6 separate regions of the Mus musculus genome follow, and regions 2, 3, 4, 5 and 6 are each linked to region 1. A link is a contact called in public HiChIP or PLAC-seq, capture Hi-C and promoter capture Hi-C data. All regions are on one chromosome and are shown on one strand. The core of a region is the stretch at or near the end of the contact, and the rest is flanking DNA. Distances in the headings are between cores, read along the strand shown. Region 1 holds the start of Adam8 (a disintegrin and metallopeptidase domain 8). Region 2 holds the start of Ap2a2 (adaptor-related protein complex 2, alpha 2 subunit). Region 3 holds the start of Sigirr (single immunoglobulin and toll-interleukin 1 receptor (TIR) domain). Region 4 holds the start of Pkp3 (plakophilin 3). Region 5 holds the start of B4galnt4 (beta-1,4-N-acetyl-galactosaminyl transferase 4). Region 6 holds the start of Ifitm6 (interferon induced transmembrane protein 6).

Evidence for each region. Promoter capture Hi-C pulls out the DNA fragments that hold promoters and counts their contacts. HiChIP or PLAC-seq counts read pairs in DNA pulled down with a chosen protein or histone mark. Capture Hi-C pulls out chosen DNA fragments and counts their contacts.
Region 2: a capture Hi-C map of embryonic stem cells shows a contact between it and region 1, with 2.8 times the contacts expected there. The contact joins the promoter of Ap2a2 here to the promoter of Adam8 in region 1. A contact is called at or near these places in 1 of 39 promoter capture datasets (pre-B cells) and 1 of 9 other capture datasets (embryonic stem cells).
Region 3: a contact with region 1 is called in a promoter capture Hi-C map of hippocampal neurons, with 5 times the contacts expected there. The contact joins the promoter of Sigirr here to the promoter of Adam8 in region 1. A contact is called at or near these places in 6 of 39 promoter capture datasets (cranial neural crest, frontonasal cranial neural crest, hippocampal neurons and 2 more) and 1 of 9 other capture datasets (adipose tissue).
Region 4: a contact with region 1 is called in an H3K4me3 HiChIP or PLAC-seq map of bone marrow-derived macrophages, with 2.8 times the contacts expected there. The contact joins the promoter of Pkp3 here to the promoter of Adam8 in region 1. A contact is called at or near these places in 5 of 39 promoter capture datasets (the 3T3-L1 cell line, cranial neural crest, frontonasal cranial neural crest and 2 more) and 3 of 115 datasets of contacts at active chromatin or transcription factors (bone marrow-derived macrophages, embryonic forebrain and embryonic hindbrain).
Region 5: a contact with region 1 is called in an H3K4me3 HiChIP or PLAC-seq map of embryonic forebrain, with 5 times the contacts expected there. The contact joins the promoter of B4galnt4 here to the promoter of Adam8 in region 1. A contact is called at or near these places in 3 of 115 datasets of contacts at active chromatin or transcription factors (bone marrow-derived macrophages, embryonic forebrain and embryonic hindbrain).
Region 6: a promoter capture Hi-C map of second pharyngeal arch cranial neural crest shows a contact between it and region 1. The contact joins the promoter of Ifitm6 here to the promoter of Adam8 in region 1. A contact is called at or near these places in 7 of 39 promoter capture datasets (the HPC-7 cell line, HPC-7-derived erythroid cells, cranial neural crest and 5 more), 2 of 484 Hi-C or Micro-C datasets (bone marrow-derived macrophages and embryonic stem cells) and 1 of 115 datasets of contacts at active chromatin or transcription factors (bone marrow-derived dendritic cells).

Annotation. Positions count from the first base shown.
Region 1 is chr7:139,990,699-139,994,196 of GRCm38.p6, forward strand. It overlaps Adam8 (a disintegrin and metallopeptidase domain 8), which reads right to left and starts at 1,864. Exons shown (of 24, transcript NM_001291066.2): 1 at 1,734-1,864; 2 at 648-748. The coding sequence starts at 1,773.
Region 2 is chr7:141,560,587-141,564,084 of GRCm38.p6, forward strand. It overlaps Ap2a2 (adaptor-related protein complex 2, alpha 2 subunit), which reads left to right and starts at 1,594. Exons shown (of 22, transcript NM_007459.3): 1 at 1,594-1,840. The coding sequence starts at 1,774.
Region 3 is chr7:141,098,768-141,102,265 of GRCm38.p6, forward strand. Sigirr (single immunoglobulin and toll-interleukin 1 receptor (TIR) domain) reads right to left here and starts at 1,779. Exons shown (of 10, transcript NM_001355055.1): 1 at 1,712-1,779. It overlaps Ano9 (anoctamin 9), which reads right to left. Exons shown (of 24, transcript NM_178381.3): 22 at 3,491-3,498; 23 at 3,252-3,364; 24 at 2,452-3,160. The coding sequence ends at 3,133.
Region 4 is chr7:141,077,772-141,081,269 of GRCm38.p6, forward strand. Pkp3 (plakophilin 3) reads left to right here and starts at 1,998. Exons shown (of 13, transcript NM_019762.2): 1 at 1,998-2,330. The coding sequence starts at 2,099.
Region 5 is chr7:141,059,468-141,062,965 of GRCm38.p6, forward strand. B4galnt4 (beta-1,4-N-acetyl-galactosaminyl transferase 4) reads left to right here and starts at 1,511. Exons shown (of 20, transcript NM_177897.4): 1 at 1,511-1,957. The coding sequence starts at 1,807. It overlaps Gm39114 (a long non-coding RNA gene), which reads right to left and starts at 1,572. Exons shown (of 2, transcript XR_881000.2): 1 at 1,331-1,572.
Region 6 is chr7:141,015,045-141,018,542 of GRCm38.p6, forward strand. Ifitm6 (interferon induced transmembrane protein 6) reads right to left here and starts at 1,848. Exons shown (of 2, transcript NM_001033632.1): 1 at 1,656-1,848; 2 at 768-1,115. The coding sequence starts at 1,814. The coding sequence ends at 960.

The DNA of each region.
Region 1 (3,498 bases), core at 614-3,113:
CACAGACTCCTCAGCACCACAATTCCTCAGCTGGCTAAGGTGTCCAGCCAGAGATTCAGAGCAGGTGTGTGCTCCATACTCTGTGACCTTTTACTCCTACACCATGTGTACAACCAGCTCGCCTTAGGGACAGCATACACCAGGAAAGAGGAAAGCCCAGGCAGAGATGTTTCCTGAAGATCCAAACAAGGACAGGGCCAGGAATCTTCCTGGAGGTCTAGAGGCTGTTCTCAGTTCCCAGTTCCAGGAAATCCCAAGCTGAGAGGTTCTTGATGCATACACATAGCTTTAGGGTGAGCAGCTGCTGGCTAATCTAACAAACCACTGCCAACTGAAACTGGGGAGTGGCCCAGGGCAGCACAAACTGCTGTACCTTTCCTGGGTGAGAGGCCTCTCCAGGCTGGGCCAATGGTCTCAAAAGGAGCAAGGAAGTGAGTGGGCTCTAGTGCTACCTTGGGGGCCCTAGGACCCTGTTTTCTGGGGGCGGGGCAGCAGAAGGCAGGAGGAAGTGGTAAACACAGGAGGACCATCGCCATGCCCAGAAGCACAGACAGGTTGAAGTTCTGGAGCTGCGCAGGGCAGCCTCCAGAGACTGCCGGTCCTTTTAAAGACACAGGTTGTGTGGCCAGGCTAATGGGTAGACTTACCCAGTGGGAGGGCAGGGCTCTGCGGGAGCGGGATGCAGCTAGGCGCCGAGGCCAAACCACTTCATACTGTTTCACATGGGGCAAAGGAGGTCCAGGGGCTACTGCTTCAGGAGAAAGGGGGGTCAGAGGTCCAGCAGTGTCTAGCCAGAGTTAGCTCTTTTATCTGGGTATTCACCACAAGGCTCAGTGCCAGCAATGGGATCTGACCCCATGGCCCAGATAAGAGCTTTGTGCCTAAACCACCAGCTCCATCACACCAGAGTCAAGCTGTCTGAGCCCAGCACACCTGGGCACAGTGCCCCCAGAAGAACCTCATCCACTCACCCCACCCTTCCCCAGTGCCTGTTTGAACCTACACAGGCAGAACACATGTAGGCCCTATGGTCTGCCTGCCAGACATCTAGAGTTGACCTTAGCTACATGATCGTAGCTAACTGATGAACACACACCCTCCCTCAGGCTTTTCTCTCCCACCGGAAAACTTCCTGCTCAACAACTGATGGGGGACTGGTTTAGAGAGCACCTATCTGTAGGCAGGTCCAGTTTTAGAGACCACCTGCTGATCTCTTGCATAGGCAAGGGGCACAGCCACTTAACCCCAGGGTTGAGAGGTAAGAGAAGAGACCACTCCAGCCAGGGTCCTCCCAGGACAGGAAAACCAAGCCTCCCAGTGGGAGGCAGGATCCCATGCTGCTAGAGAACTGGGACCATCGTGCCTCTAGCTTCTGTCCCCGCCTAGCTAGAGTTATGCATCCCCCAGGATCCCAAAGGTGAACCTTGCTGCCTGGGACTCCTACAGCAGCAAGGGAAGCTGTCCTGTAAGTGCCACGCCTAGTGATGTCACTACTGTTCCTGTAACTAGCTCAATGAAAAAAGAAAAATCCCAGGAAACAATTTCTCTCACATTTCACTTTTGAAAAAAAAAAAAAATCTCAATTCTGACTTTTTCTGTTCCTACCTACTTTCTCCATACCCAGGGACCAGACCAACTCCAGGGAGGCAAGGTGAGCTGATCATGGTACATGGCCACTAGGCACACCACCAAGCAATGAATAGGCTCCTTGAAATCAAGTAGTCATCACTCACCTGGTGTCCATAAGACGCTGAGCAGCCAGAGGCCAAGCATGATGGGATCTGGAGCACACTAACCCTAGAGGTTCCACAAAGTACTCTCTTCATCACTGGCCTGGTACTTCTTTCTGAGTGCCCTTCCCACTGATCGGAACTGGCCAATCACTGGACCGCGGGGCGGAGCAAGGCGGGGCAAGAAGTACACACCTCTATACCAACACCCAGTTGGCAGCAACCAGCCTCCAGGGCAGTCTGGAGTTACAGAGGCCCCTCCGAAGTAACTTCTAGGTAGCTCCTATTGATCTCCCATGATTTTGGACAAAATTCATGGGAGATGGAGATGGTAAACAGACCAATTTGAGCAACTCTGCAGTTCTACAAGCTCCCAGTCCTGGTGGGGAGATTGTGGGATTGCCTCCCATGGCAGAGCTTTGGGAGTGCTAACTGGGTGGAGTCTAGCTGGAGGAAGATGACTTTTGGAGGGGAAGTGACTTATGAGCCTGAAATTTCAGAAGGGGACCCTTTGACTTTCTGGGCACTTGAAAGATGCAGACAGGGGCAAGAAAGGCAGTGTGGGCCCAGGACCAACTTGTGGGAGCTGACATTCCCAAAGCTCCTGCCCGGCTCCACGAGGCTTCTGAGGCCTCACTGGAGAGGCATATGCAGGGAGGAACCTGACTGATCCTTTTTTTTTTTTTTAAGATTTATTTATTTATTATATGTAAGTACACTGTTGCTGTCTTCAGACACTCCAGAAGACAGCATCAGATCTCATTACAGATGGTTGTGAGCCACCATGTGGTTGCTGGGATTTGAACTTGGGACCTTCGGAAGAGCAGTCGGCGTGCTTAACCACTGAGCCATCTCGCCAGCCCCCTGACTGATCCTTTGAGGTCCTACCTAACCTGTTAGGGGGTCCCGAGGCACCAGGCTCCTTTCCTGGATTCTGTCTTTCATGTCCTCAGGGTAGAGCTGACTCAGAGCCAGAGCTCTCAGCACCCCTACCATGGCCTGGCTTCCAGCTTCTCCAGGTGGGTCTGTTACTGTGGGAACCCAGGGCACTTGGGAATGTAGTCACGCCTGTTTATTATTTGTGGCACTGTTCGCTATACATCCTTGTGGGCACAGCTGTGGTCAGACCTCACAGACTTTACAGTTCTACCCCACAAGGGATAAGTAACCCAAGAGGAAAGGGAGACACCCAAACTACCAACAGAGCCTGACAGCTCGACCATAATGGGAAACTACAGGGTTGGGTTGGAGTCTTAGATCGTACCTAAGAATTTAAGCTGGGGCACACATGCTACTGTCACTCTTCTACCCTTGTGGATAAGGTCAGAAATGTAGCAATGGCTTAGGAATCTCAGCAGCAACCCGCTGCCTGAGGCATCAGCACAGTGTTCACTGCGAGGCTGTAATAGGTAGGCAGCAGCCAGAGCTCTCGGGTAAGGCTGACTTCCACATACACAGGATCTTAAATACTCTTACACTGCAAGTTAGGTGACAGCGAAAGTTCAAGGAAATGTGTTCTTAGTCAAATCAAAGGCAAAATCAAAACCTGTTGCCAGTAGCAACCATTGTCTTGTAAGTCCAACTGCCCATAGTGAAGATGGAGGAACAGTGTATAATCAAAAATTGGGACCAAGTAGGGCGAATTTTGTCTCACACTGGCAGAAATACATTGGAAATGATGGGTACACACTCCATCAGGAAAGACAGACTCAACTTACTCCTAACTTCACCCAGCAGGTATTTTTGAGGGTTTGGAGCTGCACCCCAC
Region 2 (3,498 bases), core at 344-2,843, 1.6 Mb after region 1:
AAGCAAGCTAGGAAAAGGTTTTGTAGAAGCTCACAGTTGGAGGATATGTTCTCTCAGAATGGGAAGTCATGACTGTAAGAGCTCAGGCAGCTCGTCACATTGTCACCACAGCCAGGAAACAGATGAATGCTGTTGCTCACCCCGTTCCTTTTTATTCCGCTCAGGACCCTTACAGCCTATATTTATGGTGGGCCTCAATCAGACTAATCTAGAAACTTCCTGACAGGTGTGTCCAGATGTTTGTTTTCATGATGAGTGTAGTAGATCCTATCCAATATGACAACCAAGATTAACCATTTTTTAGACATGGCTCAGTGGGTAAAGGTGCTTCCTGGGACTCACAAGGTGGAAGGAAAAAAATTGACTCTCACAAAGTGTCCTTTGAGTTCCACATTGCACACCCCTTTCAATAAATAATTTATAATGAAATTATTTAAAATACTAACTATAGGATGGCTGTGGTGACTCTCAGAGTCAGTACAATGGAGGAGTCTGAGAATCTCCTGCAGTCTCATTCCTGTCTGGGCATAAGCAATGGGATTCCTATTGCCACCTGTCCAGCACTCCTTATATGGCCCAGAAGCATCTTTTTGATGGTGCAGACAAGCTGGAGGAAGTTTATTTTCTGGTGCTGGCTCTTTCACCTCTTAAAAAGTCAGGCAAATTCAGCAGCCTCACCAGAGATTTGGCTTATTATGTTCTCAGTTTCTTCCATCAGTCCTGGGACCTTGGTGGACTGCCTGATTTATAGGAGGGTCGTGCCTCTTATTCTCTGGACTAGGCTCTACCACATCTGTATAAAAGCAAGGGACAGAGAGTTCTGCCTAGTGGGTCTGGATCATGATAACCACCTTAGGTGTGAAGCTTCCTCTTCACAGAAGAGAGCTAGGGAAGAGCCACCATGATCTCCACTTCCTGGAGTGGTGGGCCAATCCCGCTCTTCTGCAAAATGGGTCCATAGGAAGGATCCAATGGGGCCACCTCGCTAGAGAGGGGAACAGGGGAGCAGAAGCAATAAGCAAAGGGGCCTGGATGAATGCTGAGAGGTTGTACTCCAGACAACAGTCACCTCGGCAAGAGTGGTCAGTCTAGCTTCAAGCCTCAGTTTCCCCATTTGTAAGGGAAGTAGGAACCTGGAGTAGCGCTTCCTTTTGTCCCAGTTTAGAGGCTTGTAAACGCCTCTCACTCCGGTTCCACGCCGGTGGCCTGGGGTAGGTCAGTCCAACTGCCAGGGCTCTGGGGCCGGTTTGCACAGGCAAAGGTTGACTGCTGTAGGTGCTAGTGCAGCCCGCTCCTCCCCTACACCCCTGTGTGACACTGGGTTGATCCCGCACTGGTGTCAGTGTCTCTGTCTAGGTAAAGCCGGGCTCACCCGTGAGAGCGAGATCGGGGCTACTCCGGTATACATTGGAAGGATCCTTCACCAGGCGGTGATACCAGGAGGTGTAGCGCCTGCGCGCTCCGCACAGCTCCGGTTCTCCAAGCAGCAATCCGGCTCTATCCCGCGCCACGCCCCCATCCTCCTCGTCCTCCCCCCGCCCCCCAGCACCGCGAGAATGCGCACGCTCTCTTGCACCGCCCGTCGCCGGGCGCGAGGCTCAGCGTGCGCGCCAGCGCGTGCGTCGTGCGTGCTCGCGCGCGCAGCCCAGCGAGCGGCGCTCGGGGGCCCGAGGCGGCTGTGGCTAGGCGGCTCCGCGCTCCAGGGCTCTTCGGCGTGACCGCCGCGCCCGTGCTGTTCTAGCCCGCCGCCGAGGCCGCTCCCGGGGCGCAAAGATGCCGGCCGTATCCAAGGGGGACGGGATGCGAGGCCTAGCGGTCTTCATCTCCGACATCCGCAACTGTGAGTGCCAGACGCCGGGCGGGCCTGAGCGGGGGCGCGGCCGGGGGTCCGCAGGTGCGGCCGGGGGTCTGGGGGGTTCGGCCGGAACGGGGAGAGGGGTGTGGGCCGGTGCGCGGGTCCGCTCAGGCTTGAGAAGGAGGGCTGTGGAGTGCAGATCGCGCGGTGGGGCGGGGGTCCCGCGCGGGCGCTTAGGGTGCAGAGCGCGCGTCCTGGGTGCACATCTGGCGGGAGTTGGTAGCCTGCTGCGGGGGGACCAGACTGGGGTGATGGTGGTGGTGTCCCAAGTCCTGACCCGAAGATGAGGTGTAGAGTGAAGATTCGTGCTGGTGAGTGGGGCAGGGTCCTGGAGGTGCAAATCTGGCAGTGGGGTTGGGGTAGGAGCAGAGATGTTAGGCAGAGATCTGGGGTGCGGACCCCTGGTAGAGTGATTGCATGTATGGGTTTGGACAGTTGGGAGATTGCCTGTGGGTGTTCAGACTGAGGTGCGGGGCTTAGGTGTCTTGAGATCTAGGTGTAGCGATGGGAGTGCGGGGCGCGGTGGGGAGTCTGTGGGGTTTGTGGCACAGTCGAGGGGTTTCCGGCCCTAGACGCCCCTCCCCAGCATGATGTCATCTTGGTCTTTCTAGTAATGGAGCCTTTAACCCAGCCTTTTCCAAAACAGCGTGGATTTCTCTTTGGGCGGGGATAGGGACACTATACGTCTCTCGGACCTGATTCAGGCGGCATGTTGGGCGATGATTAGATCTCACCCACTGCGATTAAAGTGACTCATTCCCCCAGGGAACCGGGAGCAGCCGGGTGTGGATGCTGGAAGCTGCGCCTGCTTCTCCGCTGAGCAGTTCTGTAGCCAGTGTCCCCTGGGTGGAAAAAAAAAATCTGCTCAAAGTGAAATGGGTCGGAAGGTTAAAGGTCAGGCAGGGCGGGTGCCCAGGACTTTGGCTTACAGAAACTTCTGAGGGTTATCAGACACCCCCTTACTGATGAGAAGAAAAGCCATTTTCCTGTCAGTTTATTTTTTTCTTGGTATCCAGCAAATAGCTGACTCCATGATTTTTGTTACTTTAGAGATTAATATGCTTCCTGAGGAATTTTGCCCAGTGTGTCGTCACACTAACACTTAAATTTATACTGTATTCCCTAAGACTGTGTGCAGGACCCCAGCTTGCCTGGGTCTGTAGGACTCTGGAAGAGGTAGATTTCTGTCCCTCCCTGCTCTGCAAAGATACAGGCATCCTTGGATCAGGGCTTACCAAAATTTTAGACAATAACATTCATAGTCATGAAGCATTTTGTTCTTTTCTTTTTCTTTTTGGTTTTTTCAAGACAGGGTTTCTTTAATAACCCTGGCTGTCCTGGAACTCACTTGGTAGACCAGGCTGGCCTCGAACTCAGAAATCCACCTGCCTCTGCCTCCCAAGTGCTGGGATTAAAGGTGTGCGCCACCACCGCCCAGCTGTTATTTTCTTAAAATTTTTGTAAAAAATTACATTTATAAGTGTTTGTGTTGTGTGTGTATGTGTACTCACCCACAAGCCATGGTGCCTGTGTTCTGGTCAGAGGACGTCTCTCTCAGAAGTCTGTTTCCCCTTTTCATCATGTGGGTCTTCAGGTGTGGCAGCAAGTATCTTTACCCCCTGAACCATTTCCCCAGCTCCATC
Region 3 (3,498 bases), core at 529-3,028, 1.1 Mb after region 1:
AGAATCTTGGGTCAATACTGTTCTCCTTTCCTGTCTGCTAACATCTACCACCCTCTATCCCAGCAGGTTCTCAATCCGTGGGGTCAGGATTGTAATTTTTTTTTTAGATTTATTTATTATTATACATAAGTACACTGTAGCTGCCTTCAGACACACCAGAAGAGGGCATCAGATCTCATTACAGATGGTTGTGAGCCACCATTTGGCTGCTGGGATTTGAACTCAGGACCTTCAGAAGAGCAACCTGCTGAGCCATCCCACCAGCCCAGTATTGTAACTTTACTACTGTTATGAATTGTAAATTCATAACAATGAATTTGTATCAAAATCAAATTTTGTAGCAAAATTGCAGTTATGAAGCAGCAATGAAAATAATCTTATGAAGCCTGGCTGTGGTGGCCCAAGCCTTTAATCCCAGCACTTGGGAGGCAGAGGCAGGCGGATTTCTGAGTTCAAGGCCAGCCTGGTCTACAAAGTGAGTTCCAGGACAGCCAGGGATACACAGAGAAATCCTGTCTCGAACCCCCCCCCCAAAAAAAAGAAAAAAAAATAACCTTATGGTTGGGGGTCACCACAACATGGGGAATTGTATTAAAGATTAAAGAGTTGCAGCTTCATAACAGTAGCAAAATTAGTTATGAAGTAGCAACAAAAATAACTTTATGGTTGGGAGTCACCACAACAAGAACTGTATTAAAGGAAGGTTGAGAACCACTGTTCTATCCCATACCCCAGCCTCAGGCCACTCTTGCATAAAAACTCAGATGGCCTCAGATATTTGCCTCTGCAGTCTTTTGAAGGCACTCCAGGGCCTCAGAATTTAAATCCCAGCCTAGACCCTCGGATCACTCAGCATTGCCTCCGTATTTTGAGGTTCCTGGAAGGCCCAGGTCCTGGAGGCACAGTCCTTGAGCTATAGGGGCATCCTGTGCTATCAGATGAGTGAGTGTTCTGGAGCTTCGGAGCTCGAAGCCCCAGGCCCGCTCCCCACTTGTGGATCCGGTTTTTTGCTGCTCAGCATCTCGACACCTGGGTGCTGCTCAGCGCTACTCTTGCGCCGCCCCTGTTTCTGGTGTGTGTTGGATCCCCACATATCTTTCTTTAAAGAAAGGAGTGTGCATAAAAGGCCTCGAGGAGACCAATTCCCCGAGTTCATCCAGCTCCTACTTCTTGCCCTTGGTCTTCTGCGGGTGGCGCACGACCTGTTTCCCGGAACTCAACAGGTGAGGCAAGCCGACCTATCAGGCACGCGTGCAGAAGATGGGGACGCGCACGGAGAGCGGAAGCGCGCCGACAGCTAGTCTGGGCGCGCACCGAACGCTGGCGCTCACAGGAGGCGAAGGCTCTGCTAGGGTCCCCGCGAGCCCGGGTCCCTGCCAGCCTCTCACTCTGCTCAGGTGTCCTAGACTTGCTTAGGTTTGAGATACGTTTGTTGGGAGCGAAGGCGAGGTATTACGACCCCTCGCCCGCCTCTACAGGCTTGCACTTAAATCAAGAGGAAGCTATTGACCATGTTGGGCAGAATGAAAAGAGCAAGGCCAGAGAAGGGGACTGGACGCAGTGCTCTCGAGCTTCCGGGCTGAGCGGGAAACCCGTCTGGTTCAGAGCTACTTCCTGCGGGACCATGGCCCCAAGGCTCCTCGGAGCAAAGTGCTCCCAGGTCCTCAACCCTAAAACTGGAGCGGCTCCAGGAACCAGGACCTCTACTCACCTCCGCGTGTCTGAGTCACGACTGCCACCCACCTGAGACTCGCGCGGAAGCTGACAGTTTACCTGTCCGAGGTGCGCAGCGGCGACAGACCCAGCGGCAGGTGCAGCCCCGCCCCGCAGGCAGGGCTAGGGCGGACCTAGTGTCCCGCTTTAAGCCTGAGGCTAGTGCTGGTGAGTGTAGGAAGTTCCGTCCCGGGATCTTCAAACTTCCCGGCTTAGGGGCAGGGTTTGGTTTGACCAAAGGAGCCCAACCAGCGCAACCCGCAAAGGGCCACCCTGCTGACTGTCATGGTGTTTTGCCTCTCCAGCCCAAACTCTTCCTTTTCCTCCAGAAAGTCTTTCTTGATTCACATCCCACTCATAACTGACCCCGTGTCTTCTCTTGCCACTCAAAACCCCAGATATTTGGAAGAACCTTCTTCCATAAGGTGCCCCGCGCTTAGACAAAGAGGCAAAGCCGGGCGGTGGTGACGCATGCCTTTAATCCCAGCACTCGGGAGGCAGAGGCAGGCGGATTTCTGAGTTCGAGGCCAGCCTGGTCTACAAAGTGAATTCCAGGACAGCCAGGGCTATAGAGAGAAACCCTGTCTTGAAAAACCAACCAACCAACCAAACAAAAACCAAAGACAATGAGGCAAACCAAAGAAGAGCCAGGTGGCCCCAGGCTGCCATAATTCATCCCATCTCAATCTAGCCCAGGGAAGAAATAATCTCTAGAAACTGGATCTACATCATGAGGCTCAGAAATCAATACACACAGGTTTATTTTGCTTGTAAAAAGTTTTGCCGCTGTACGGATCCAGGTTAACTGGGAGGGAGGGGATCCAGAAGTTACTCTCTAGGCTTCCCACAAAGCAGGAGGCCACAGAGCAGGATCTGAGGCCCAGAAGCCAGGAGGTCCATGGCTTCCCACAAAGCAGGAGGCCACAGAGCAGGATCTGAGGCCCAGAAGCCAGGAGGTCCATGGCATTTAGGCTAATTTTACTGCATGGGGGTTTTATGAGCAACCTGCAGTTCTATAGGTACTAGGGTCATTCAAGAGTCTCAAGTCAGGTCTGTACCAATCTGAACCGTAGGAAAGTTGAAGCAAACCCCACAGGCACATCTGTGCCGTTCATAAATACCCTAAATATACATGGATTTCAATGATCCCTACATATACAAGTCTCCCGTGGTTAACATATACACATGGGCTTCGTAGGATGCCCATATACACCTACATATAGTCTAGGCCCTCCTTTGATCTTCATGTATTAACATATATGTAGACCATCCAGGATCCTACATATACATGGGCCATTTTACAGCCTCCCTCAACACATACATACACATTGTTATGGATAGGGGCAAGCTGTAGAGGTGGGGACTTATTCCTAGTCCAGGCTCCTGGAAAGTGGCATTTCTCCACCTGCCCCAGGTCGTCTATACATCCGTGCTCCTGGAACTGAAGCTGCAGGAAGGATAGGGTTGGTATGGGTCGGAGGCCAGGCCTGTCCCCAGGCAGAGACCTGCTCCAGCCAGGTGAGCCTCTACATCCCTACCGCATTCTATGGCGAATTCTGTCATACTTCTCCTGCAGAACCTCATTCTTCACTTTCTGGGGCACATCAGGCACAAACCACGCAGCAATGAGTTTGATGCACAGGGCAAAATGCTGCAGGCAATAGGGAGCGTGGCCCAGCAAGGTCAGTGGCTAGGAAGAATCTTTAGGATTTGGGGGCTAGGAAAGAGGAATAAGAGGAATAAGCCCTCTCCTCAGGCTCACTCACAATTTACCCACCTCAAAGA
Region 4 (3,498 bases), core at 748-3,247, 1.1 Mb after region 1:
GCCCAGAGTCCAGGCTTTTTAGGGATGCTGAGACTGAGGCCTGTGGTCTGATGTGAGAAGTGGATACAGCTCTTGGTCCCCATGTCCTTATGGAGGCTGTTCACAGCTGTGACCACAGCCCTCTGCCAAGCCCATCCCCAAAACTGACTCTGGCCTTCCATCCAGGTACCGTGAACGCGGTGTCCTCATGCCCACCAGGTGCCTCCTTACCTGGCTACGACCACACCTGAGCCCCTGGCAGCCCTGTGTAATTATGGGTCTCCACTTTGCACTCTCCTCGAACCCTTGCCCCCCTCTACTCCCAAGCCTGGCTGCTGTAGGGCTCTGGGTGGACCTAGCGCATGCAGGGCGGGACTCTTCAGACCAGGCGTGTGCCTCCAGGCCGCACGGCGCCGCACAAACTTGTCTCCCAGGATTTTTCCACACGAAACACGTCTCCCAGGGAAGCAACCGGTCTGATGAGATGGGTGTGCAACGTTCCCACCCCACCCTCGGGTGCCCCCACGGTACCATCTCCAAACAGAGGCTGTTGCCCACAGAAGCTGGGCCCTGATGGAGCCCACCGCAGGATCTCGGACCCGGATGGAGCCCAGAAGGAATTGTCCTACAGCAGGGACCTCCAGAATGAGCCAGGGAGCCAGTGGGGGCCAGACCAGCGGCAAGGTAGGTTGCCCAGCCCCTGCCTCCAGCCACAACCAGTAGATCCCCGCCAGATTCTATCCTGGGGGTAGGGGGCTTCACCCTCGGTGCTCTCTCCCCAGCAATCTCTGACCTCTGACCTCTGACTCCCATCCTCTAGCCCTTCCTACTCATCCTGATCCTGTCCTGGATGCTGTCATTCTCTGAGCACTCTCCGTTTCCAGGACTCTGCGCCTAGTCACCCTCTGTTAATGTCTTTAAGAGTCCAGGACTCTTAAAGGGCCTGGTGTGGGACAGAGAGCTCAGGCTGAGCCCAGGGACTAGATTTTAGAAAAGTACAGCCCTTAGGATAGAGACCCAGGAATACTTAAGGGAAGTCCCAGGGAACGTGAGGCAACTTGTTCCCATACGCCAACTTTCCTAGTTTTGTCTTTTAACCTTCCCAATCTACCTAGATGGCCGGCCTAACTCACAGCATGCTAGCCTACCTGACAGGGGTGCTTGGGAGACCTTCTAGGAACAAGCTTTGGTGCCCCTCACTTCCAGTCTCCCCGCTTTCTCTAGCCCAGCTCTCCCCCCAAACCTCCTGGCCCCCCAGCCTGGCAGGTGCTGACATGAGCCTAGGCCCCTCTGAGTCAACCCCCTGGGGCAGCCCCGCCTGCCAGCCATGACTCAGATGTTGGGAACGGGGCCTCCCACCCCAGGCCTGGGGGGCAGAAGCTGGGGAGAGATGCCAGAGAGGGCCAAGCAGCCCTTCTGAAGCCTCTGTACAGGTAGAGGCTGGGGTGAGTTTCCAGATTCGCAGGTCAGGGGGTGGACATATGTCTACCTCACTGGGCTCTCTTATTGAGTTGTCAGGCCCAGGTTTAGGGCCATCATGGTACTGCTCTTGACCCTAAAACTCTAGCACTCAAGTTCTTTATCCTCTATCCGGACTCTGTAAACCTGAAACTGTGTCTGGATGCCAACCCTGCTGGGACCTCAACAAGCCTGGGTCCAGCTGTCTTGGAAGCTGCTTGGTCTTTGGTACTCTAGAGCTCCCAACCCCCCAGGCTGGGACATTCCTTCTCATATGGCTTGTAGTGACAGGCTCCCACAGGCTCCCTGCCCTACTCTCAAACTGAGAACGCTGGCACCCATGGGGTTTGGTCTGGACTTGGAAGACTGAGAGCAAGTAGAACCCACGTTCCTGTGGCCCTGGGACAGGAGGAAAGGGAAGGCCAGGCGACTTGAGGACACGCAGGGCCAGTTCTTCCGCCCAAATTCCACCTTAAGCAGGCAGAGGCCCCTCCCTCCCACCTGGCCCAGGTGTCCCCGCCCCCAGCCAAGCTCTGGGCTGGGCGGGCGGGCGGGCGTCTGTCTATGAGAGCCAGCCAGGAAGAGACTCTGGAACCGGGCCTCGAGGGACAAGACCGGGAGAGGCCCAGGACAGGTGGGCTGGCTAGTCGCCCCTGTCACTATGCAGGAAGGTAACTTCCTGCTGTCTGCCCTGCAGCCTGAGACTGGTGTTTGCTCCCTGGCTCTGCCTTCGGACCTACAGCTGGATCGCCGGGGTGCGGAGGGACCGGAGGCTGATCGACTTAGAGCTGCCAGAGTCCAGGAGCAAGTCCGAGCCCGCCTCCTGCAGCTGGGCCAGCAGTCGCGGCACAATGGGTCTGCTGAGCTTGATGGCTCCGCGGAGAGCGCCAGAGGTAGGCCAACTTTGGGTATGGTAGGCGACAGAGGGTAATGAAGTTGGTAGTGGTGACAGTGGCCGGTGGAGGTGGCCAGGGCAGGAGTGGTGGTGCCAGGGGCAGAAGCCGTCCAAGCTCGGGGTTCAGGCTTTGACTCACCTTACAGAGGCCTGTTCTGAGTCACTGCCCCGCCCCAGCAGGCATAGGGAGTAGCCTGGGTGGGGCATCTCTCCTTCCCCAGCCGGGACAGGGGTCCTGGGGCTGGGCCTACCCACTCCCTAAGTTGGAAAGACTTGGAGGCACAAGGTGAGCAGCCAGGCCCACCTGTCGGCAAACCCCCAAACACATTCCCTCCCAGCACCACAGAACACAGGCATACTTGAGGTCTCAGAGAGGCCAGAGTGCCTCCTGACCAAATGGTAACAGCATGTGAGAGAGGGGTGATCCTGGATAGAGCCCAGGTCTGTCTGGAGCAGGGGCTCCCTGAGGAATTGCAGAACTGGGCCTACCAGGAGTGACCCAGATACACTTCATGAGAATAGCCCAAAGGGTACTCCTCAGGGGCAGTGTGTGTGTGTGTGTGTGTGTGTGTGTGTGTGTCTGTGTCTGTGTCTTTGTGTGTGTTAGAGGGTCACTCAGACAGGCTGGGCTCAAGGCAGTCACTCCAGAAACATCCTTTCCATACCTGCCAGGCTACAACAACAGGAATTAAATTTAGCCAGTACAATGAACCTCTGTTCGGAGGTCCAGCCCTCAGTTCTCAGTGGTCCCATGATGTCTGGCCAGAAGGAGAGGGTTGTCTGGCAGAAGGGCAGGTCAGGAGCTGGATTGCTGCCTAAAATCTGAGCCTAAGTCTTTCTGGAGCCAAGTTGATGCCCAGGGGTCATGGGGTGGGGGAGGGTACACGGAGGGGTTAATTATCACTTGGCTACCCTGCCAATTAGGGGGAGGAGGATAGTAATTTGAGGGTGGGCGTAAGGTCCCCAGGCTGGGGTGTGCCCCCTAGGCTGGCCCTCACTAGCGTCAAAGGGTTAACAGCCCCTGCCCAGAAGCCTCATTAACCTGGGTGGATCTGGGGAACATCAGACTGTCCTCCCCCTGAGCTGAATGGGAAGGAGCGAAGGAAGGCCCCTTCCCCACACCAATACTGACCTCTGTAGCAGGTGCTCTGCTCAAAGGAGTGCTT
Region 5 (3,498 bases), core at 261-2,760, 1.1 Mb after region 1:
GTGGATTTCTGAGTTCAAGGCCAGCCTGGTCTACAGAGTGAGTTCCAGGACCGCCAGGGCTACACAGAGAAACCCTGCCTCAAAAACCAAAACCAAACCAAAACAAAACAAAACAAAAACAAATCAGAACAACAACAAACATTATTTGTTTTCTGCCTCTGTCCAGTAAACATAAGACAGCAGAGACCCTCTCTTTTCTTCTTCTTGTTCTTCTCTATTGCTCCCTCAAGTCTTCCTGTTGTAAAGATGTCTTTTAGCTGGATGACTAGGAAGATGAAAAAGTAGCTACAACAAGCTGGTGTGTGCTGAGACAATGTTCAGGATATAAACAAGTGCAGGCATCAGAAACAAAGTCAGGACAGGAAACCAGCTGATGAGAACAGCAGCTGATGCCTGGAAGAAAGTTAAAACAAAACAAAACAAAACAAAAAAACCCGACAGAAACAATTAAAAAGTTTTTTTTTTAAAGAAAGAAATGTGGCCAATTTGATTTTATGTCCCAAGGATACATAGTGATGGTGGGGTAATGTTAAAAACAAAGGCAAGCCAGGTGTGGTGACACATGCCTTGAATCCCAGCACTCAGGAGGCAGAGGCAAGCAGCGGTCTAAGAGCTCCAGGCCAACTAAGGCTACACAGTGAGACACTGTCTCAAAACAACACAAACTAAACAAAACCAGCAAAGCCACCTTGCAAACAGCACAGTGGTGCATGTGGTATGGGAAGGCTCCCTTGCCTACTGAGCTGGAGGCCACCCCTTAGAACAGACACTGGAAGTTGCCCAGTCATCTCCACTGGGGCACACCCACCCAGGGTGCGAAGGTCTCTAAGAGATTCCATCTCCTTCCAATGGCTTCTTTCTACTTAAGGCCATGGCATCACGGAGGAAGGGAGACTATTTAAATGTCCAGTCCCCATTCCTAACCCACGAGCTCTGCAGGCTCACAGCAGCTTCTGCTACACCAACTGAAGTACCCTGGTCATTAGGCTGGAACCTCAAAGAGAAGCGGCTGGTGGTAAGGTGGGAGAGAGGTGGTAGTCAGGAGGGCTGGGATGCACCAGCTAGAAAGCGAATGGAGTGCACAACTGAAGCTATCTGGATAGAACCACCCTCCACCCACCTGTCCTTCCTTACAGCTAGCCGAGAACATCCCAGCCTCGTTTTAGTCCGACTGAGAGGAAGGCTGAGCTCCTTCTCTGCGTGCTCATTATTCCCAGCGTTTTCCCAGACACGCAGCCGGATTCCCGCAGCACCCCTCGTCCCTGCCATGGCCTCCACAGTAACAACGACCTCTTACATCCCTCTCCCCGACGTCCCTGGTGTCCCTCACCGCAGATTCGGTCCCCACAACCCCCGCATCCCCGGGCGCGCGGCCGGCGAACACCAGGTGAATGCGCGCGTCGTGTGGATCATTGGCACACCCTAACGCGCCACCCCGCCTCCGAGCATCACGGATTGGTTGTACGCGGGCTGGCCGCGGCCGATTGGCTCGGGCACCGCGACCATCGGTCCCGTTTCACGCTGGGTAGCACCGCAGCGTGGATGCTGCTCGGTCCCGCGGCGTCCAGAGGAGCGTGAGCAGCCGGGAGGGGCGGGCGGGGGAGCGCCTCAAGGAGCCGCTCCCGCCGCCCACCCCGACCGCGGCCTGAGCAGCCCGGGAGTAGTGGCCGAATCCCGTAGTCCCCGCAGCGGACAAAGGACCATGCGGTGCTGCAGGCGCTAAGCGCAGCAGGGTGGGCCGGGGGATGTGGGGCGGGGCAGGCGGGGCCGGGGGGCCGCAGCGACGCCCCTGATTGTGGCGCCGCGATGCCGTGGTTCCCGGTGAAGAAGGTCCGCAAGCAGATGAAGCTGCTGCTGCTGTTGCTGCTGCTCACCTGCGCCGCGTGGCTCACGTATGTGCACCGGAGCCTGGTGCGCCCGGGCCGCGCGCTACGCCAGCGGCTGGGCTACGGGCGAGGTACGCGATGGCGCGTAGCGAGAGGGCCCGGACCTCCCAAGGCCTGGGGGTCTGACTGCCCAGAGCCCCTGCTGTCCTGCTCCTCCCAGCTCAGCTATATTGGGGGAGGGGTCGCGGTTCTGTTCGGCGGGACGCCCAGTGACGTCAGCAGTAACGCCAGGGACCCTCGGGGCTCATCCCTACCTTTTCCGACCCTGGAATCTGGCTTAGATCCGGTGGTGATGGAGTTAACGGTGGGCCCTTGGGGGAACCGGTGCCCTCAGCTAAGAGGCTTGTCAGGCCATTGCCTACTTAGCAGGGCCTCGGTTTCCTCATCTTCTGGAAGGTGGGGAGGTAAGGGTGGTGTTGAGGGATCCAGCTGCCTAGAGTGGCCAGAGCAGCTGGAAACCCTGGGTACACCTGTGAGTGAACTGAGATGTCTGTGTGCTAGGGACCAATGCTAACTTGAGTAAATGCTTGCTGTAGTTTGCACGTTTAAGAGTGGTCAGAGGATGTACAAAGCAACTTAGGCCTGTGGGTAAGAATCCGGGGAGAACCTCTGGAGTTGGTGGCCATTGGACCCACACCTTGGGGGAAAACTCTCCAGAGCAGGGTGAACATCAATGACAGCTAGGTAGAGAAAGACCAGGGAATGAGCCTGGAGAAGCCTAACCAAGCCACGTAGAGCTCAGCCCCATCTTTGTGAGGGAAGCTGGTGAGCTGAGGAGGGGAGCAAGTATCTCTCCTCTCAAAGTCTCAGAGCAGTGACACTGGCTCACTATGTTCTGGTCCAGTCCACCTGATGGATCCAGAACTCCCTTTTCAGCCCTGCACCTGTCTCCTGCCTGCAGAGGCCCTCTGCCTCTTCTTATGCCTGGACAACTGTTTCCAGACATCTTCCAGCAGATCCTGGGCCAAGGATCTGAGACAGATCCCAGCCCTCAAGAAAGTCTATGGGTCATCCCAAACCATGTACCTTATTAGCTGTGACGTCTTCAAGATATCCTGCCACAGCTCTATCCCGAAGAGATAAGTCTGGACTCAGAGCTGACCCAGTACCCAATAAAGCCAGCTCCCACCAGCTGCCCTTGTGGGTTCAGCTGACTTCCTGAGCAATTTGTTTCTGTCTGAGACCAACCAGGAAGGAATGAAGACAGGGAACCCCACTGTTGAAGATTGATCACGAGGGCAGCTGGCTCTGACTCCTCCTAGGTGGGTAGGATCTATTCTGGATCCTGGAAGATCAGTCCTGCCCAATGGCACTGCTAGAAGCAGCCTGGGCGGCACAGATGGGGCCCCAGCCACACACTCTCTTCTCTGGGCTGAAGGCCATCTCCTGTCTGGCCACCTGGGACCCACCAGGCACCACAAGGCATGTGAGAAATTGGGTAGCTGCAAGCGCCTGAGACTTTCCTGACAGTGTCGTCAGTCTTCAGAGCTGGCAACGTTCAGCGGGTGTCCAGCAGCCTGTGCGTATAGATACCTCCAAGTGAGGGTGGGGCAGATAACTGTCCCTTTGTGCTGAGGCTTAGCCTGAGCTGAGAGCCCACTACAGAAAGTTC
Region 6 (3,498 bases), core at 598-3,097, 1.0 Mb after region 1:
TGAACCCTTAATAAAAGTAGGTTGCAAAAAATGTATGCCCACAGGTGAATTTTGAGGACAGACTAATGAAGGGTGCCAAGGCCCCTCCAGACCTGACCCTCCCCACTTCAGGATCTGAGGACTCACAGAGAGATAATACCCTGGATCAACATGGCACCTAGCATCAAAGATTCCATGGTCACTTCCCACTGCCCATCCCTGACCTGAAATAAGCCTGTGAGATGTGTGTGAGAAGGGAGGGGCCAGAATCCAAGCCGAAGGCCACCATAGAGTTCTTGAACACAGCGTGTCTGGGTCAAGATTTCTTCCTCCTAAAAGTGGAGGACCCTGGGCTGGTCCTCTATCCCTGGACTGAAAACTCACTAGTACATGCCTCTGCACCCTTCCTGTACTCTAGGGACATGGAGCCGGAGGTAAGCAATGCTTAGTTACTGCCTGCCTGGGACTGCTAGGTAAAAGAGAACACTATTCAGGATGCTTGTCAGCTGCTGTCTCCATCCTGAGGCCAGAATCCTACTTATCTGTGGATGCCCTGCACTATACACCCATCCACACCCACCCCATCCACACCCCTACCTCTTCAACAAGGAGAAAGCCAGGGAAACTCTGAGTAAGCTCAGTAGGGAGCAGTCAGGGGATAGGAAGTCTCACCACAATCGCTACCACGTGCACTTTATTGAATCCACTGTGAACATATGCATGAGGATAAACATTTACAGGAGGGTAGAGTGACAGGTTAGGGCCTCTGGCCAGGATAAGGGGCAACTCTGAGGGGCAGAGCACATGAATGCTTTCTTCACGAAGACAGTGCATGGAAGAATTTAGTAGTCCATTGACTTTGACAGTGCATGGAGTCCCACCCTTAGTATCTAATAGGTACTAAAGATACTAAATTCGGTACTAGTTTAGTTAATTAATAATTAGCTAACTAACTAGTTAGTACCTAACTAGTGGTTCTATTATCTTTGGTTACCTAGTAAGTTAAAGCTGTATAAAACGATAAGCATGATGTAGAAGATGAGGGAGATGACCAGAGCAAGGATGTTCAGAATCTTGGCGGTTGAAGCATGGGATTGGGCCCCAGTCATGTCGCCCACCATCTTCCGGTCCCTGGACTGAAAGAGATGAAAAGATCAGTGTGGCCTTGGAGCAAGTCATCAAGAGCCAGATGCTTTGCCTCAGTTTCCCCATTGTCCTTCCCGCTCAGTGCAGTCTCCTTCCTAATATCAGGGACCCCTCTCCCTTTCACACACTCAGACCATTCAGCAGACCCAAGAACTGTATGCTCAGCTCACCATGGGGCACCATTTTTTGTAAGTCTCACTTGCACCCAGCCTGGTGCCCCAGTCTGCAGGGTGAAGGGGCATTCCAGAAACTAAGCAGTAAGCAGAATGAATCCCTCTAAACTAGAGTGGAGACAGTCTCACCCCAGAATCCCTGGGCATTCTCTCCTTTTGCTTACATAGGAGAGTCTCCTACATACAACCCACATATACATTCTATATGCTACTTACACAGTCTATACATACAAACACATAAGTACATTCAGGACACCAAGGTGTGTCACACATACACAAACACAAAGCTGTACATGACCCAGGTGTCCTCTGGGCAGGAGGAGCCACAACCACATACATACCTTCTACAACACTCACCTTCACCGAGTAGATGTAGGCAATGAAACCCAGGCAGCAGCCATTCATGAACACTGTGTTAAATGTAGACCAGGTAATGTGATCCGGCTGGATAACATCACTGTTGATGCAAACCACAGTGGATGGCACTGGAGCTGAGTCAGGATCCCTCTTAACCATGTTTTTGTGCTTAAAGGAAGCAAGGAAGCTCTTGTTTCAAGGAAGTTCATATGGGTGGTGGAGTCACAGGCACTTTTATAGAACCATTGTGGTGTAAGATCCACATGCATGGGGAGGGGTTACATAAGATTGCTTCATACCCCACACACCCTCCCCACCCCACCTCCGCCCCCGCCTCCACCACCTCCTCAGTGGCCTCTTCAAAGTTCTACTTTCTCCAAAATTTCTGTTCCTGTTTGTAAACCAATGAACTGTCTGGGAAGTGGGAAGTGAAAACAGATTACTGAATGGTAATCACACTAGGATAGGGTTCAAGAAGGGCAAAAATCGGGAGACCCTCCTATACCAGATCCCAGTTCAGGACTTAGTCCTCTACCTCCCCAGCCCAGGCCAATAGCTACAGCAGCTATTTCCCCAGTCAGGAACCTGAAGCCTTCTACCATCCCATCTCCAGGGTGCCGAAGGTCAGTCCTCAAGATAGGAGCCTTCTCTGCAGAAACCCATGTCCACTTACTGGCTGACTTGCTTCAGACCAGGGCCAGAGAAAGCTACAAATCACTGCCATCCCTGTTGAGCCAGGACCAATGGATGGTCAGTACGGTGCCTTTCAGGCCAGGGCTCTGCTCACAGGCTGGGAGACTGCACTATTTATTTCAGACACTTGGCAGCGCCTTTGCAGTGCTAACTAACTTATTCATGTGATTCCACTTTCCCTTCTCAACCTTTATCCTTTTACTAAAAGACTTGGAGTTTGGGGGAAGATGGATATGTCTGGACCACACCCAGTGAGGCCACGAAATTCGCAACACCTGGTTGGCCGAGACCTTTCTGACACTGCAATCTCTTTTTCTTGCCTCAGTACACCCTGCCGGAAAGATGGCAAAACAGGATCGGAAAGAGATAAAGCAAGTTATGAATGTGCTCTTCAGTTTCCTCTGAATGACAGAAATTATGTTCCTGGAACAGTCCCCACCCCCAGGCCCCGGCCCTCTCCTCACACCACAGATGCTAGGCTACCTGCTCTTACTGTGTTCTCAGAAGCCCCAGGACCAGTAGATCTCAGCATGGCCAGGCCACCAAGGATAGAATGTCTTGTCCTAGCAGCCTGGACTTTTGGGTTCCTTCAAGCTGCTGTGCTTGGGGCTGGAGAGATGACTCAGTGATTAAGAGCACTGACTGCTCTTCCAGAGGTCCTGAGTTCAATTCCCAGCAACCACATGGTGGCTCACAACCATTTGTAATGGGATCCTTTGCCCTCTTCTGGTGTGTCTGAAGACAGCTACAGTGTAGTCATAGAAATAAAATAAATCTAAAAAAAAAAAAAAAAAAACTGCTGTGCTGGATCTTCCTTAAGGTAATTGTGTGACCAAGGGTGTTGGCATGTGGTAAGTTGTACCCATCGGGCGCATGGAGTATAAAGCATGGACTGACTTTCGAAGACTTGGTGTTCTGGTTCCAGTTCTGCTGCTATGACAAATAGCCCGACAATAAACAATTTAGAGAGAAAGGAGTTTATTTGCTTATAACTCCAAGTTACCACATATCATTCCCGTTAAGGCAGGAACTCAGTTAGTCATAGCACATCTGCAGTCAAGAGCAGAGAAGTGCGTGGGGTCATGGCTTGATTGCTTACCTGCTTGCCCTCAGTTAGATCTCCCCTTTCTTCTACTTTTCAGAACACCTT